Regions from separate parts of the Capra hircus genome. Here region 2 is linked to region 1. Evidence: chromatin contacts called from public Hi-C data. All regions are on one chromosome and are shown on one strand. Each heading gives the region's core, a stretch centred on a gene start, on an enhancer-like site or on the middle of the called end of the contact. The rest is flanking DNA. Distances are from core to core; before and after follow the strand shown. Region 1 holds the start of PXN (paxillin). Region 2 overlaps PXN (paxillin).

Region 1 (3,030 bases), core at 74-2,573:
AGGGAAGACAAGGCTCCTACAGAGAAGAAACTTTCCTCCCCCTCCTCAATCCCCTGGCTCAGGCTTTCCAGCTCCAGGCGTGAAGGGGAGGGAGGGAGAGTGAATCCTCCCACTTCAGGGTTCAGGGTGCTCAAGGCATTCCTAGAACCCCCAGCACCAAGCCCCCCGGGTTTAGTGTCTGGTCCCAAAAGATACTTTCTTCTGCCCAAACTCTAGATGAAGGCTGGACTGAAAAAAAATAGTTTGGGAGCTCCAGTCACATGAAAACAGTAAAACTCTGTTCTGGGCATCCTATCCTTACCTGAGTGGCTTCCCGCAAGGTACTACCAGCCTGGACAAGTTCAGAGATGGCCATACCTCGGGGGCCCACTTCCCACCTCATTCCCCTGGCAGTTCACCAGTCTGTCTCCCCAGCTTACGCTTCTAGGATGAGGCTGGTCTGTGATACGAAAGCGGAGAGGCTGGTCCACTGAGTGGCCAGGGCAGTGAAATGGACCCAGGGCCGTGAAATGGACCCAGGGCCTTAGTGGGGCAGAAAGGAGCCTTGTCTTTGTGAGGATGTGGTCACGGAAGCTCATCCCTAACCTGTGAATCTGACCTGTGAAATAAAAGCGGTAGTAGACTCGGAGGGGCTACCCTTGAGGTGCCGGATGTCCGTCTGTGAAGTGGGGGTGGTCCTCCAGGGGCTGGGAGCAGGCCCCGGCTGCGCGATCAGGCAGCTGATCCCCAAATTGGGTGTTTCAACTGTGCGATGGGGGTGGGGGAGCGCTGTGTGAAGTGAGGGTCCCGCAGCGGGGGAGGTGGTCAGGTCCCGCAGCGGGGGAGGTGGTCAGGTCCCGGCAGTGGGGGCCCGTCCCTGAGGCGGACCGGGCGGGTCCCTGACGAGCAAGCAGGTCCCTGAGGCTGAGCTGGGAGATGGGGGTGGATCCCCGAGGTCGGGGGGTCCGGAGGTGGGGCTGTCCTCGAGGCGAAGGGGTGGCGGCTGTGAGCAAGGCGGCTGGCCTGGCCTGGGACTCAGGCCCAGCCCGGGATCCTGTCCCGCCGAGCCGGGGCTGGCCGGAACCAGAGCCGGGACCCGGGCCGCAGCGGGTGGGATTCAGCCCGCCGCTCGCGCGCTCGCTCGCGCCCGCCCCGGCCCGTGGGCCCGGGGCCGCGCGCCCCTTGCTGCCTTCTCCCTCAGCCCCTCCAGTCACTCACCGAGGTCGTCCATGGCGGGGGAGCCGCGGGCGCGGGGAGCCGGCTCGGCGTCGCGCTCGCCGCCCGTCCCGCGGCCGCTCCTCGCCGCCGCGCAACTTTTCCGCCGCGAGCCTCGGCCAGGAACGGAACGCGCCGCCGCCGCCGCGCGCGCCCGCGCCCGCCGTACGGCCCGCCCCCGCGAGCACGCGCGCCCCGCCCCCGCCGCGCGCTCCGCCCGTCGGGGGCCCCCGCGAGGCTGCCGGCCCCGCCCCCTGCGCACGCTGGCCACGCCCCCTCCGCCGGCCCGCGAGAGCGCGCCCAGCCGGGGCGGCTGGCGCCTCTGGGCTGGGCGGCGGCGCCGCCTCGTGGCCAAGCCCGCAGGTGGGAGGCTCCCTGGTTTCCGGTGCTCTGTCAGTCTTTCTGTCTCACGGTCGCATGCCTGACTGTCTGGCTAACATATCCATCCGCCTGTCTGGACGCCTCACAATGTCACCTGTGTCTCTCCGTCCATCGGTCACTCACTTATCACACCAATGTTCACTGGAGAGTCAGATTTGTCCGCCCGTCCGTCTACGTCCATCTTTCAGTAAGTTGCCACCCCACCGAAGAAGACCCTAAATTAGTACCAGGTACTTCTTGGAAGGAAAGTTATGACCAACCTAGATAGCATATTCAAAAGCAGAGACATTACTTTGCCAACAAAGGTCTGTCTAGTCAAGGCTATGGTTTTTCCATGTATGGATGTGAGAGTTGGACTGTAAAGAAAGCTGAGCACAGAAGAATTGATGCTTTTGAACTGTGGTGTTGAAGAAGACTCTTGAGAGTCCCTTGGACCGCAAGGAGATCCAACCAATCCATCCTAAAGGAAATCAGCCCTGGGTGTTCATTGGAAGGACTGATGCTGAAGCTAAAACTCCAATACTTTGGCCACCTCATGCAAAGAGTTGACTCATTGGAAAAGACTCTGATGCTGGGAAAGATTGGGGGCAGGAGGAGAAGGGGACGACAAAGGATGAGATGGCTGGATGGCATCACCGACTCGATGGACATGGGTTTGGGTAGACTCCAGGAGTTGGTGATGGACAGAGAGGCCTGGCGCTGCGATTCATGGGGTTGTAGAGTCGGACACAACTGAGCGGCTGAACTGAAGGCTGGGGATGTTTGAAGGACCTTTCCTGGGGTCACCCTCTCGATCTGTGGCAGTGCAATCTCTCAGCCCAGCCTTTGAGGTCAGATTCAATATTGTCAGGGTTTGTTGTTGTTTAGTCACAAAGGCGTATCTGACTTTTTGTGACCCCCAAGGACTGGAGCTCGCCAGGCTCCTCTGCCCATAGAATTCTCCAGGCAAGAATACTGGAGTGGGGCCATTTCTTTCTCCAGGGGAATCTTCTCTTCCCAACCCAGGGATCAAACCCACTCTCTGGGGTCTTCTGCACTGGATTGTTTACTGCTGAACTACCCAGGGAAGCCCATTTTCAAGGTTATATATTCTTTAATTTTACACATATCTATTGTCCCTAGAAGGAGACTTCCAAAATTCTGGGCAGAGCAGAAAGGACCCCACCTTAGACCCTAAGGGAAGAACTACAAGGAGGTTACACCCAGTGCTGGGCATGGTTTCCTGAAACACCCCACTGCACCCCAGACCCCAGAGGGGCTTTGCTGTCACAGACTCAGAAATCATGTGATAGCACCACCTGCCGGTTTTTTTTTTTTTTTTCCCACCTGCCATGTATTGAGTCCCAGCACTATCAATAGAATGAACAGGCTGTGAGCTGGGTGCTTTCCGTGCTTTCTTGCATTTAATTCTGACCACAAGCCTAGGAAATGACCACTAGTATCCCCTTTTTCAGT
Region 2 (3,288 bases), core at 240-2,739, 34 kb before region 1:
TCACCCCAAAGCCAGCCAAATCGAGCTGGCCGGGGGCCACGTTGTCCTCCGCGCAGAGGACGCCCAGGGTGTGGCTGTGGCCTTGAGGGGAGGGCTTCCGAGGGGGTGGCAGGCCTCCAGAGGGCCCGGGAGGAGGTGGAGTAGGGAGGCTGTGGTGTGAGGATGGAGCTGAGCCGGGTGGCAGCCCTGAGGAGCTCAAGGCCACAGCAGAGGAGGAGCTGGTCTGGAGGAGGAGAAAGACAAGAGACAGAAGGGAGGAGAAAGACGGGAGAGGTGAGGAGGGGCACGCACTGGGGGGCAGGCCGGGCCTCAGGGCTCTGATAGCCCTTGGCTATGCTGACCAGACCAAGATGGCGCTGACCAGACCGTCTGCGCCGACAGCCCCCGGCCACACTGACCAGACCATCTGCGCTGACCAGGCTGTCTGTGCTGACCAGACCAAGATGGCAGCAAAGCTGAAGCAGAGCAACTGGCTCTGGAAGAAGATTCCTCAGCCCCCAGAAGGGTTTTCCTGGGCTCCACCTCCCTGGCTCCCATCCATGTTCCCCATCCAGGGAGCCCGGATCCAACTCCTGGTCGGGGAGCCAGATCCCACATGTTGTACCTGGGATCCGGCATAGCCAAATAAAGACTTTTGTCTTTTTTGAAAAAACAAAAAAAAACAACCCAGGCAGCGGAAAGCAGCCTCTGACCCACGCCTGTGGGGCTTCTAGTCCAAGTAGGGATGACAGAGAAGAGATTAAGGTGGGTTGGACCAGGGGGAGGTCAGCCCAGGCATGATCAGGAGACAGGCAGCCGCAGGCAGCTCCCGGCTCTGTCTCTCCCTGGCGATCCCAGCTCTCCTATATCCCCCTGAAACCTCGCTCCTGGAGCGCAATGAGAACCAGCACAGCTTCTCAAGGGGGTCTCAAGGGGGTTTGAAAGCGACAAAGTGCAAAGGGCACTGGCCGCCTGAGTCCGGTGTACACGCTCCTGACTGTGGCCACTCAGGAGGCTCACACGCGCAGGCCGCTGCCCCACCCTAGATGAAGCCTCAGAGGCTCGAAGGTGCCCCTGGGGCTCAGAGCTGGTGCCCCTCCTCCAGTTCCCTAACCAGGCTTCCCCAACCCTGGGAAGGGTGGAGTCAGTAATGGTCAGGAACTGGAGTTCAGTCACTATCAGGACCCACCGAGGCACTGCCTCCTCTACACAAGCAGGCGGTGGGCAGGGGACAGGGCACCTCTGGCAGGTATGGCCCAAGAGCCTGATAGATGAGGCTTCCCGGACAAGAGCCTGTGGGCCTCAAAGGCCCATGGAGGCTGGAAGGAGGCTGGCAAAGGAGCCAGAGGCAGAAAAGAAAGAGGACACACTGGGGACAGCCAGCCAGTGTGGGAGATGGGGCTCCGGGACAAATGACCTCCAGGCAGAGGATCCCACCCGGCCCAGCAGAGCCCGCCCTCCCCCACCAACAGCAGCCACCAACACTGGGCCCTTTGTCCCAGCCTCCTGATCCTTGCCTGGGTGGCGGGGAGCCGGGAGCACCCAGGCAGGAAGGAATGTCCCGCTGAGCACGTCCCCAGCCTTCACAGGCTGCATCCCAGGCTCGGGGCAAGGCACCCAAACCCTGAGCAGCTAAGTCCCAGCCACTCACACTGGGGTATGGGAGGGGAAAACTGGGGGCTTCTGAGCAGGCAGGGCAGGGGAGAGAGGGGGGGACCTCAGGACACCTTAAAATCCGACAGTGAGGCCATCAGCTCGTCCAGCTCCCTGGTGGCAGAGGAGGCTGAGATGCGCGTCTGCTGCTGGCTGGAGGTGACTCGCTGGGGACTGCTCATCTCGCCCTGGTTCACAGTGATGGCGGGGCTGCGGGCAGGCAAGGAAGCATCAGTGGGGACCTCTGGGGCCAGCCTGAGTGCCCCCAGCATGGCCCTCCCTTCCCCAGGGGAGGGTCAACACTTCAGCTCCAACACCAGTGTCCCGCCGCCACCCAAGCCCAGGGAAGCCCACCAGCTCCCAGTCTCTCCTGGGGACACGTCACTGGTGGGAGCGGGGGGGACAGAGCACCAAGCTGAGCTTAAGAGGGAGAGGAGAAGACAGCTCACATGGCACCTTTCCCAGAAGCCCAAGCTCAAGCCTGCCTGTACAACAAGCCCTGGGATCCTGTGTGGCCTCCATGACACTAGACGCACATGCGAGGCTGTTCCAGCCACATAGAAACACCGAGAAGAGCTGACCCTGGGGAGGTGCTTATCACGTGGACTCGGTACACGTGTTATAAGGGTCTTATCAGGTCTCAGCGCACTGAGGTATGTGGTCTCATCCCCACAACCTCACTTCCCCTTATTCTCTTATACAGATGGGAAAATGAAGGCTTGAAAGATGACACTCTGTAAGTGCAGAGCCAAGATGTGGCCCCGACTGCATGGCTCCGAAGCCTACGCTGGGGGACTGCCACGGGTTCCAGCCCTGGTCCGGGAACTAAGATCCCACAAGCCACGCATGTAGCTAGAAAACAAATAAAAAGCCTGCACTGACAGCCACTGGGCTGGGGTGCCCCCGGCACGCCCAGCATCTGTCTTCCCTGAGGGACGGTGGCTCGCTAAAGGCTGGCCTGTATCCACGTGACTCACTGCGGTCCCCCAGAGCCTGGTGCAGGGCCCGGCAGACAGCAGGGACTTCAGGGGGCAGGGGTGACACCAAGGATGAGCACAGGATGGGCTGGTCGAGACCGAGACCCTCCCTGGCCCGGGAAAGCCCCGTGGAGACTCACACGGGACTGGGCACAGAGCTCTCCAGCTCATCCAAGAGGTTCTCCACGCTGGGCCGCAAGTCCTCCAGGCCCCGGCCACCGTTCCGCTTGGGCTTCTCTTTGGTCAGTGGTCCAGCTTTGCCCCCCAGCAGGCTGTTATTCTCTGGGACGCCGTAGTGGGTGCTCAGTGCCCCTGGCAGCGGTGGGCTGGAGTTGGCCTCATCTTGGGAGAAGGAAAGAGAAGAGCCGCTCAGCCCTGAGCCCCACGGGGACCCGAGACCACCAGTGGCACTTGGAGCAGGGTTGGTGGGGGGGACCCCCGGCCCAGTCCTACCTGCAGGGAAACCCGGGGGGTTATGCTGCACGGCGTTCAGCTCCAGCAGCAGGCGGTCGAGCTCGGAGAGGTTGCTGCCCAAGGAGGAGCTCATGACGGTGGGTGAAGGCTCTGCTGACTTCTGCTTGTTGGGGAAACTTCAAGAAGTAAAGGGAAGGCTGCGGTGAGAGAAGCTCCCCAAATCCTCCAGGAGAACCAGGTCGGGGAGGTGCGGGGAATCCGAGTC

The links. A called contact is a pair of places that touch in the nucleus more often than the background predicts.
Region 2: a Hi-C map of blood shows a contact between it and region 1, with 4 times the contacts expected there. The contact joins the enhancer-like site here to the promoter of PXN in region 1. A contact is called at or near these places in 4 of 5 Hi-C or Micro-C datasets (blood and liver).

Annotation. Positions count from the first base shown.
Region 1 is chr17:8,514,278-8,517,307 of ARS1.2, reverse strand. It overlaps PXN (paxillin), which reads right to left and starts at 1,323. Exons shown (of 11, transcript XM_018061137.1): 1 at 1,198-1,323. The coding sequence starts at 1,210. It also overlaps the pseudogene LOC102178382.
Region 2 is chr17:8,547,717-8,551,004 of ARS1.2, reverse strand. PXN (paxillin) reads right to left here. Exons shown (of 11, transcript XM_018061137.1): 4 at 3,063-3,199; 5 at 2,750-2,951; 6 at 1,707-1,842. Among named protein-coding and RNA genes, the nearest start is that of RPLP0, 13 kb to the left of the region's middle. Within about 2 kb of position 1,489, at least 1 of the 5 cell types and tissues checked has an H3K27ac peak or open chromatin away from gene starts, as enhancers often do.